Regions from separate parts of the Gossypium hirsutum genome. Here region 1 is linked to region 2. The links are chromatin contacts, called in public Hi-C maps. All regions are on one chromosome and are shown on one strand. The core of a region is the stretch at or near the end of the contact, and the rest is flanking DNA. Distances in the headings are between cores, read along the strand shown. Region 1 holds the start of LOC107890788 (probable Histone-lysine N-methyltransferase ATXR5). Region 2 holds the start of LOC107941949 (coatomer subunit delta).

What was found. A called contact is a pair of places that touch in the nucleus more often than the background predicts.
Region 1: a contact with region 2 is called in a Hi-C map of leaf, with 4 times the contacts expected there. The contact joins the promoter of LOC107890788 here to the promoter of LOC107941949 in region 2. A contact is called at or near these places in 3 of 34 Hi-C or Micro-C datasets (all in leaf).

The regions. Positions count from the first base shown.
Region 1 is chrA11:83,384,154-83,387,810 of Gossypium_hirsutum_v2.1, reverse strand. LOC107890788 (probable Histone-lysine N-methyltransferase ATXR5) reads right to left here and starts at 1,962. Exons shown (of 6, transcript XM_016815343.2): 1 at 1,416-1,962; 2 at 1,223-1,303. The coding sequence starts at 1,752.
Region 2 is chrA11:82,881,541-82,885,034 of Gossypium_hirsutum_v2.1, reverse strand. LOC107941949 (coatomer subunit delta) reads left to right here and starts at 1,854. Exons shown (of 12, transcript XM_016875572.2): 1 at 1,854-1,995; 2 at 2,418-2,480; 3 at 2,888-2,927; 4 at 3,038-3,261. The coding sequence starts at 2,478.

The sequences.
Region 1 (3,657 bases), core at 713-3,212, 500 kb before region 2:
ACATAAAATTCACTGACAAGAGCAAAATTGCAATTTTGTGTTGAATGTCAAAAGGTGAGAAGGAAGAAGGATTGAGATAGTTGCAAGAGCAGTCCCAATTAAATAAGATGGGGGGAAAAGGAGAACTTTGAGCAACTGAACTTTCTAAAAACATCTTTGAGGTATAAGCAATTATAAGAAATTGAAATGAACATATAAGCCACCAAGTCAATGAACCATTGGATAATTTTACTTGGAAACCAAAATGTAAAGGGAACTCAAGGTCCTATGATCCAAGGGAAATTTGTGGAAAAGACTGTAGGAAGTGCTGATAGATGATACCCTCCTAAAACGTTTTTCCTTGATCCATTATATATACACTTTATATATTTGCACTCTATAAGTAAAATCAATTAAACATGGTACAAGATAAAGTGGTGATATATTGCAACTAGGTGTGTCTGGCATTTAATAGCGAAGTAACATAATAAAACTAGGTGATATTTTACCCACCTTATTTCAATAAATAATCCCTATATGCAGAATAGATGCCTATCATGCGTTTTAATTCAGACAGACACGCAGGCACAAAGATTGTATGAGTTTCTCTCGCACAAAAGCATTCACCATGTCAAATTATAACTTAAATATGAAAAAACATCATAAAGTGGGGAGGGTGGGGGCAAAGAACTAATGAATCAAACTGTGGAAACAAGTGATCACAATTATGAATGTTTTTGAGGCTTTGTAGTATAAGACCAGTGAGCAATAGTGCACCACGTACAGCTTTAAATTAACAATTACAATTATTTTTCACCTCTTACAGGTAGCTTTGGTTACATTATAGAAATATCAACAAGATAAAACTAAGACGAATCAAATGTCAATAATCAATAACTAATACTAGAATAATAGTTTTAAGAGTTCTGCTTTTAACCAATTTCACATATTATATGAAGACAGGTTCAACATTCATCATTTTCAGCAATGTTTGCAGGTTCCAAATCAGCCCTACATTTTTTACCATTAATCTATTTTAAATCTCAGCAAATTTCTCCTTCCCTTAATTTTCATGATTATACTAATTTCCAATCTAAATTTTGCATGAATCCTGAAACAAGGTGAGAATTTTATGAATGCGCTTCAAATATAGTAGGCCATTCCCAAATCAACAGGAATTCAACACGAAACACTAAAAGGCCAAGATAAATATTACAGAAAATCGTAACAACAATTTTTTTACCTTGATTCAAATTGCATTTCTTTTTCCCATCACCACTCTTCTGAATCTTGAAGAAATCAATTATCCTTTTCTGCGAAAAAGCTAAAAAGGAAATAAAACACATTTATTATAAAAAAAAATTGAAAACAGAATGGAGAAAGAGGTCAACCAAACAAAATAAAAATAAAAGGTAAGATAAAAAAGAAATCCCTACTTCTTACTCGCCTATGGCCAGAGCATTTGGGGCAAAGCCAGGATCCAATAGGAATACGAACCACGATTGGTCTAAGGCATCTCATGTGGAAGCCTTTATCGCATTTATCACAAAGGAGAAGCTCTCCGGGACGTTCACCGGAGCCACATTGTTCGCAGATGATGTCGCTGTAGTCAGCTCGCTCCACCACAGCGTATTTCGCACGCGCCATTATCTCAGACATTGGTCTCAGCTTCTTCGGCGGCGTGGAAGGAGACGGACGCCGTCGAGGTGCCTCGGTTCGGCGGCGGGAGCTGACAAGACGCCGAGCCCCCGCCATGATGGTGGCTGGAGCCATATTTGGAGTGATCGGTGGAAGTAATGGAAGTTTGGAGAATGGAAATGGAATTTGTGTGTTTCTGGTCTCGCGGGGAAATCACAAACGGAGAAGACAAAGAGAAGTTTGTTTTTTTAGTGCTAACGTGCGCCGCGCGAGCGCATGGGAATTCAACATGCGCATACAATCGAAGAGCCTGTTTTTTTTTCCCCTTTATTTTCTTTCCTTTTCTAGACAGAGTCAAACTTTTCATAGCGTACGGTTGCAACTTGCACGGTGTCAAAAGAAAAAACAAATTTTAATAAAAAAAATTTAAATAGTAAATGTGTTAGCATTTTTACCATTATTGTGTTTTCTTAAAAAAATTCAAAATAATATTTGTGTTTTGAAATAAAGAATAAAGAGTAAAAAAAAAATTATTCTTACTATTTTAGCACTCCTCTATCTGCTGTTTCTAGCAGGTTGTTGTGTTTTTAGGTTTTCTTTGTTTTTAGTGATTCTTTATCGGTGGTTTTGTTGACGACATTGATTTTGGTTTAAATTCTTCTTTTCATTTCTACATTTCGGTTGCTTTTGATTTTTTGAATTATGGAAAGAAAGTTGGCAAATCTATCATTGGATGATGAGGAAGACAAAATATTGCAGGCACAGACTGATCCTCATTCTGTATTTGTGGAAATTGATCTCTGTCTGGTTGGGTGTTTTCTAACGCCAAGTGTTATACATTTCCCAGTGATGAGAAGTACAATGGAAATTTTATAGCATCAGAAAATGTTTTTATTCAATTTTTTTCATAAGATGGATCTAGAGAGAGTACTAAAGGGATCTCTGTGGACTTTTAATAACCATGTTTTGATGCTACATTGGCCGGAGAAGGAGGAAGATCCGCTAAAGGTGCCATTAATCTTTGCGTGTTTCTGGGTACAAATTCATGAAGTGCCGCCAAGTTTTTATATTGAGACTTTAGCACACCAAATTGAGGGTTTTCTTGGGAATTTTTTGGAGTTCGACGGCACCAATCTGGGAAAGGGTTTGTGTACTTATTTGCGTGTAAGGGAACAATTGGATGTTAGGAGACCTTTGAAAATGAAGAATAAAGTTATGTTTTCAGTTGTGGCTTGTTCCTATGTTAGTTTTAAATACGAACGATTGACCCTATTTTGTTTTTTCTATGGGCGATTAGGGCACAGTGATTCTTTCTGTCAGGCTAAAATGGCACTAGGGTTTGATGTAGCTGAGATGGGTTGGGATTTGTCATTGCGAGCCCAATCTAGAAGAGCCCTTGCATTAGCAGTGTATGGCTACGAAAGGATGGGAAAGGGGTAAAGAAGGGGAACACTTTTGTAGATTGTGACTTGGGTAGGCGCATTAGTCTTATGTTAGGAGTAAATCTGGAAGGGGATCTGAATCTCGTATCTTGTTTTGATGCAGGTCATAAAAAATAAATGAATAGATGGATATGGAGCATGCCTCGGAGGAGAGCATGGTTGAAAGGGGTGATGGGAAAAAGAGACTAGGAAGAGAGGGTGACAAATTTGTTGATGGGGATGAATTGGAATCTCTTGTTGTTAGGAGTAGGAAGGTGTTGGGAAGTAGCCATATTACATCAGCAGATGCCAAGGGGTAAGCCGAATGGTCGCAATGAAAACATTCTATTGGAACGTTCGCAGTTTGGGGAGGCCACGGGCTGTTAGGAGACTTCGACATATGCTAAAGGTGTATAATCCCCAAATTGTCTTCTTAATGGAGACTAAATTAAATTCTAGAAAAATGGAGAATGTTTGCAGGAGGTGTGGTTTTTTAAATGGGATTGATGTTGCAGCTGATGGTTCTCGAGGGGGTTTAAGTCTAGCTTGGAGAAGAAATTCCACGATCACTTCGAGGAGTTTCTCAAAATACCATATTGATATTGAATTTAAGGAGGGT
Region 2 (3,494 bases), core at 605-3,104:
AATATTAACTTTGATATTCTTAAATTTAATTTAGGGTAAATTGTATAAATAGTCATTCAACTATTAGAAACTTTTTTATTAGGTCATCTAATTTTAAAAAGTTAGTAAATTTCATCTTATTTTTTATTTTTTTAAGTCCAAAATCATTAAATACTTAATAACTAGTTGATGTGGATTTTAAGTTAATGATTTATTTTTTTAACATTTATTTTTAATACACATCATTTCCATTTCATATAATAATTAAAAAGATTATTAATCCAAATCACCCCATCCCACCCCACCCTGTCCCTCTCCCTCCCCTCTTCTGACTCCCTCTCCCCACCGTCCCCTCTCCTCCCATCGTGCCACACATTGCCCGTTCTTCTTATTGATTTTGCTTTGTTGATTTCACATATTTAACATCCATGGGAAACATGGCCACCCATACTTAGTTTCATGTTCTTGGTGTTGATGCTAGTCTCATCTTTAACATCTTTTCTTTCTTTTTTTTTTTCCTTAAAGGGTAGGGGTAGAGTTGTTCAGGGAGGTTAAGATTGGAAAATATAAATGATCGGTTTTTGTTTTTTTCAATTGTTTGATTGAGAAAAAAGGAGCACGGGTTGATGTTTTTAATGATGTGTTTACAGTGATTGCAGTAGGTTCTAAAAGCAAGGCTTTGGAAGTTTTGGGATTGAATGATTGTAGGTTACTAGTTGGGTGGAGGATTATGAATGTTAGCACGATTTTTTTTTCTTTGTTTTTTTTTTTTTGGGGGGGGGGAGGAGTCAGGAGGGGAAGGGGAGAGGGAGGAGGTTAGGTAATTTGGATTAATAATTTTTTAATTATTATTTAACATAAAAATAATGTGTAATAAAAGTAAATGTTAAAAAAATAAGTAACTGTTATGCATTTAACAGTTTTAGACTTAAAAAATTAGAAAGATAAATTAATTGGTCATTTTATAATTTTTTAAAATCGGATGATTTAATAAAAATGTTTTTAATAATTAAGTGACTATTTATGTAATTTACTCTTTAATTTATGATTCTTATGTTTTAATTTCATAAGAAATTTTAAGACGTAAGAAATAATTTTAAAATAAATATATATCTAGTCTTTTCATTATTTGAGGACCCATTTTAGAGAAATGCTGTATTAATTTTTGGTAAACTATAAAAATAGTTATTTATATTTGTTTAAGTTTATATTTTGATTATTGATGTTTTATTTATTTCGATACGGTTATTAATGTTATCAAAATTGCGTTAAATTTTTTTTTCATTCCAACTACAGGTACCCATTGTTTCAATTATGTTAACAAGTTATAGTTTTCTTCTCAATTATATTTATGTCGTTCAAATTTATAGAATGAGTTATTTGACAATGATATGTGGAAACTTTTTCTAGTTTTAGGCATTGATATATCAATTGCAAAAGATATGTTATGTGCTTAACTGTAGTATTTTTTATATTTGTTTCTAAGTTGATATTGTTGTTTAGGAGGGAGTGCACTTTCATTAAATGGAATAAAGTTTTATTAAACAGGTTGAGTGAGGAAGATAAAAGAAGGAAAGGGAGAAGAAAGAGAAAGTGAAAAAATAAAAGAAATATTGGAAAAAAATTAAAAACGTGGGAGAGAAAAAAAAAAGAAGAAATGAGAAATGAGAAGGGGAAAAAAATACATAAGTGACAGGGCCTATAATAAAAAAATTTAAAAAAAATTAAATCCATGTCTACGTTTAATGTGCTATGTGATAAAATTGTAACAATTAAAACATCGAAAACCAAAATGTAAAATTAAACAAACATAAATGAATATTTTTGAGTTTAGGCTATAAAAAACCCGAGAATGCAACACGTTGGGCCTCAGGGATCGGGCCGGACAATCCAAAGTTGGTCCGAATATTAAACGACGGATCTACCGCAACGCAGATATAATGCTCGAGCGCGTCAGTACCTTCTTCGCCTTTGAGTTCTTAACGAATTGATCTCCAGAGTACAAACTAGATCGAGGTAAGCTCCATCTCAGATCTCTAAATTCCGCAACCTCAGTTGGGCATTTAGAGGGTAAAATTGTCAGATCTGATTTTTTTTCCCTTCGATTTCATTGCCTTTTACGTTTCAAACGCTTTTAAATCGGAAATGCTGTATTCAGTCCTTCTGTTGTTTCTCTCGGTGATTCCTCTACCATTCGCATTTTATTCTGTCAAACACTGTAATTGTGTTATCGGTATTTGAATTTATATGCATGTTGATGTACAGATCTGAGGTGGTCGATCTCTTTGCAGACTTAGATATACTGATTCGCTTTTTTCTGTTTTCAGATTTACTGTTATATTATAGATCGTTTCTATCCGTTTCCATTTATTTTATCCTGATTCCCGCTGCTTATTTGTGATCGCCTTTATCCTAAATTGATTTTCATTGTTTAATAGGTATTCTGATAAAAGCTTCAAATTGATATTGTCTGGGTAGATTGCTTCTTGGTAACCAAGATGGTAAGATCTGTTCTTTATTTTCATTTTTCACTCGTTCTTTTTAGTAGAAGTATACATTTAAATAGATTTCAGTTCTTTTTAAATATATATGTATTAAATAAACTATAAACTCATTTTGGAGAAACTGAAGATATTACAAGGTCCATGTTTTGTTTTCTTGAATGATTTGCTTTTTGCTTCATTCCCATCTGTTAACTTTATCTGTACGAGCATTGCCATTGTTGTTGAAATTCTCTTCTATGGTTTTGTCTATGTTTTTTTTTAATGTCCAGCATTTTCTGGTAAGCACTGCTCCTAGTGTTGTCTCTTATGCTTTGTTTTCTTGTAATTCATTCCCTCCTTATTAAAGGTAATAAAAAGCATAGACCGAAGTACTTCTGATTTTACCTTTTGTTTTTGTGATTTAGGTTGTACTTGCTGCTTCAATTGTAAGCAAGTCTGGAAAAGGTGACTTTCATGTTGGCTCATTGTAGTTGTTTTTCTTGTGCTGTTGTAATTAAGTTGTTGAAGTTCAAAATTCGGTTGTGTTACATGTGCTTTATTTGTTCTTATTGCAGTGCTTCTCTCCAGGCAGTTTGTGGACATGACTCGCATAAGAATTGAAGGTCTTCTTGCTGCTTTTCCTAAGTTGGTGGGTACAGGAAAGCAACACACATATGTTGAGACTGAGAATGTGCGATATGTTTATCAACCAATAGAAGCTCTTTATTTGCTTCTTGTAACAAACAAACAGAGCAACATTCTTGAAGATTTGGAGACTTTAAGACTGCTCTCCAAGCTGGTATGCTTTAACTTCTCTTTGATTTCTTTCCTGTCTGATTTAATCTTTGAACATAATAGATAATGTAGTTGGAAGTTGACTTGTTTGCGGAGTGGTTCCTTTACCTGTATGTTTTCAGCTTCTCATTCCTTGGCACATTTGTATCTATTACTTGAGGCATTTGCAGTTTTTAGCCTTTCTGTAATATCCTTGTCTGAGCCAAGTAGAACAGAGCATTTACTTGATTTGTTGTA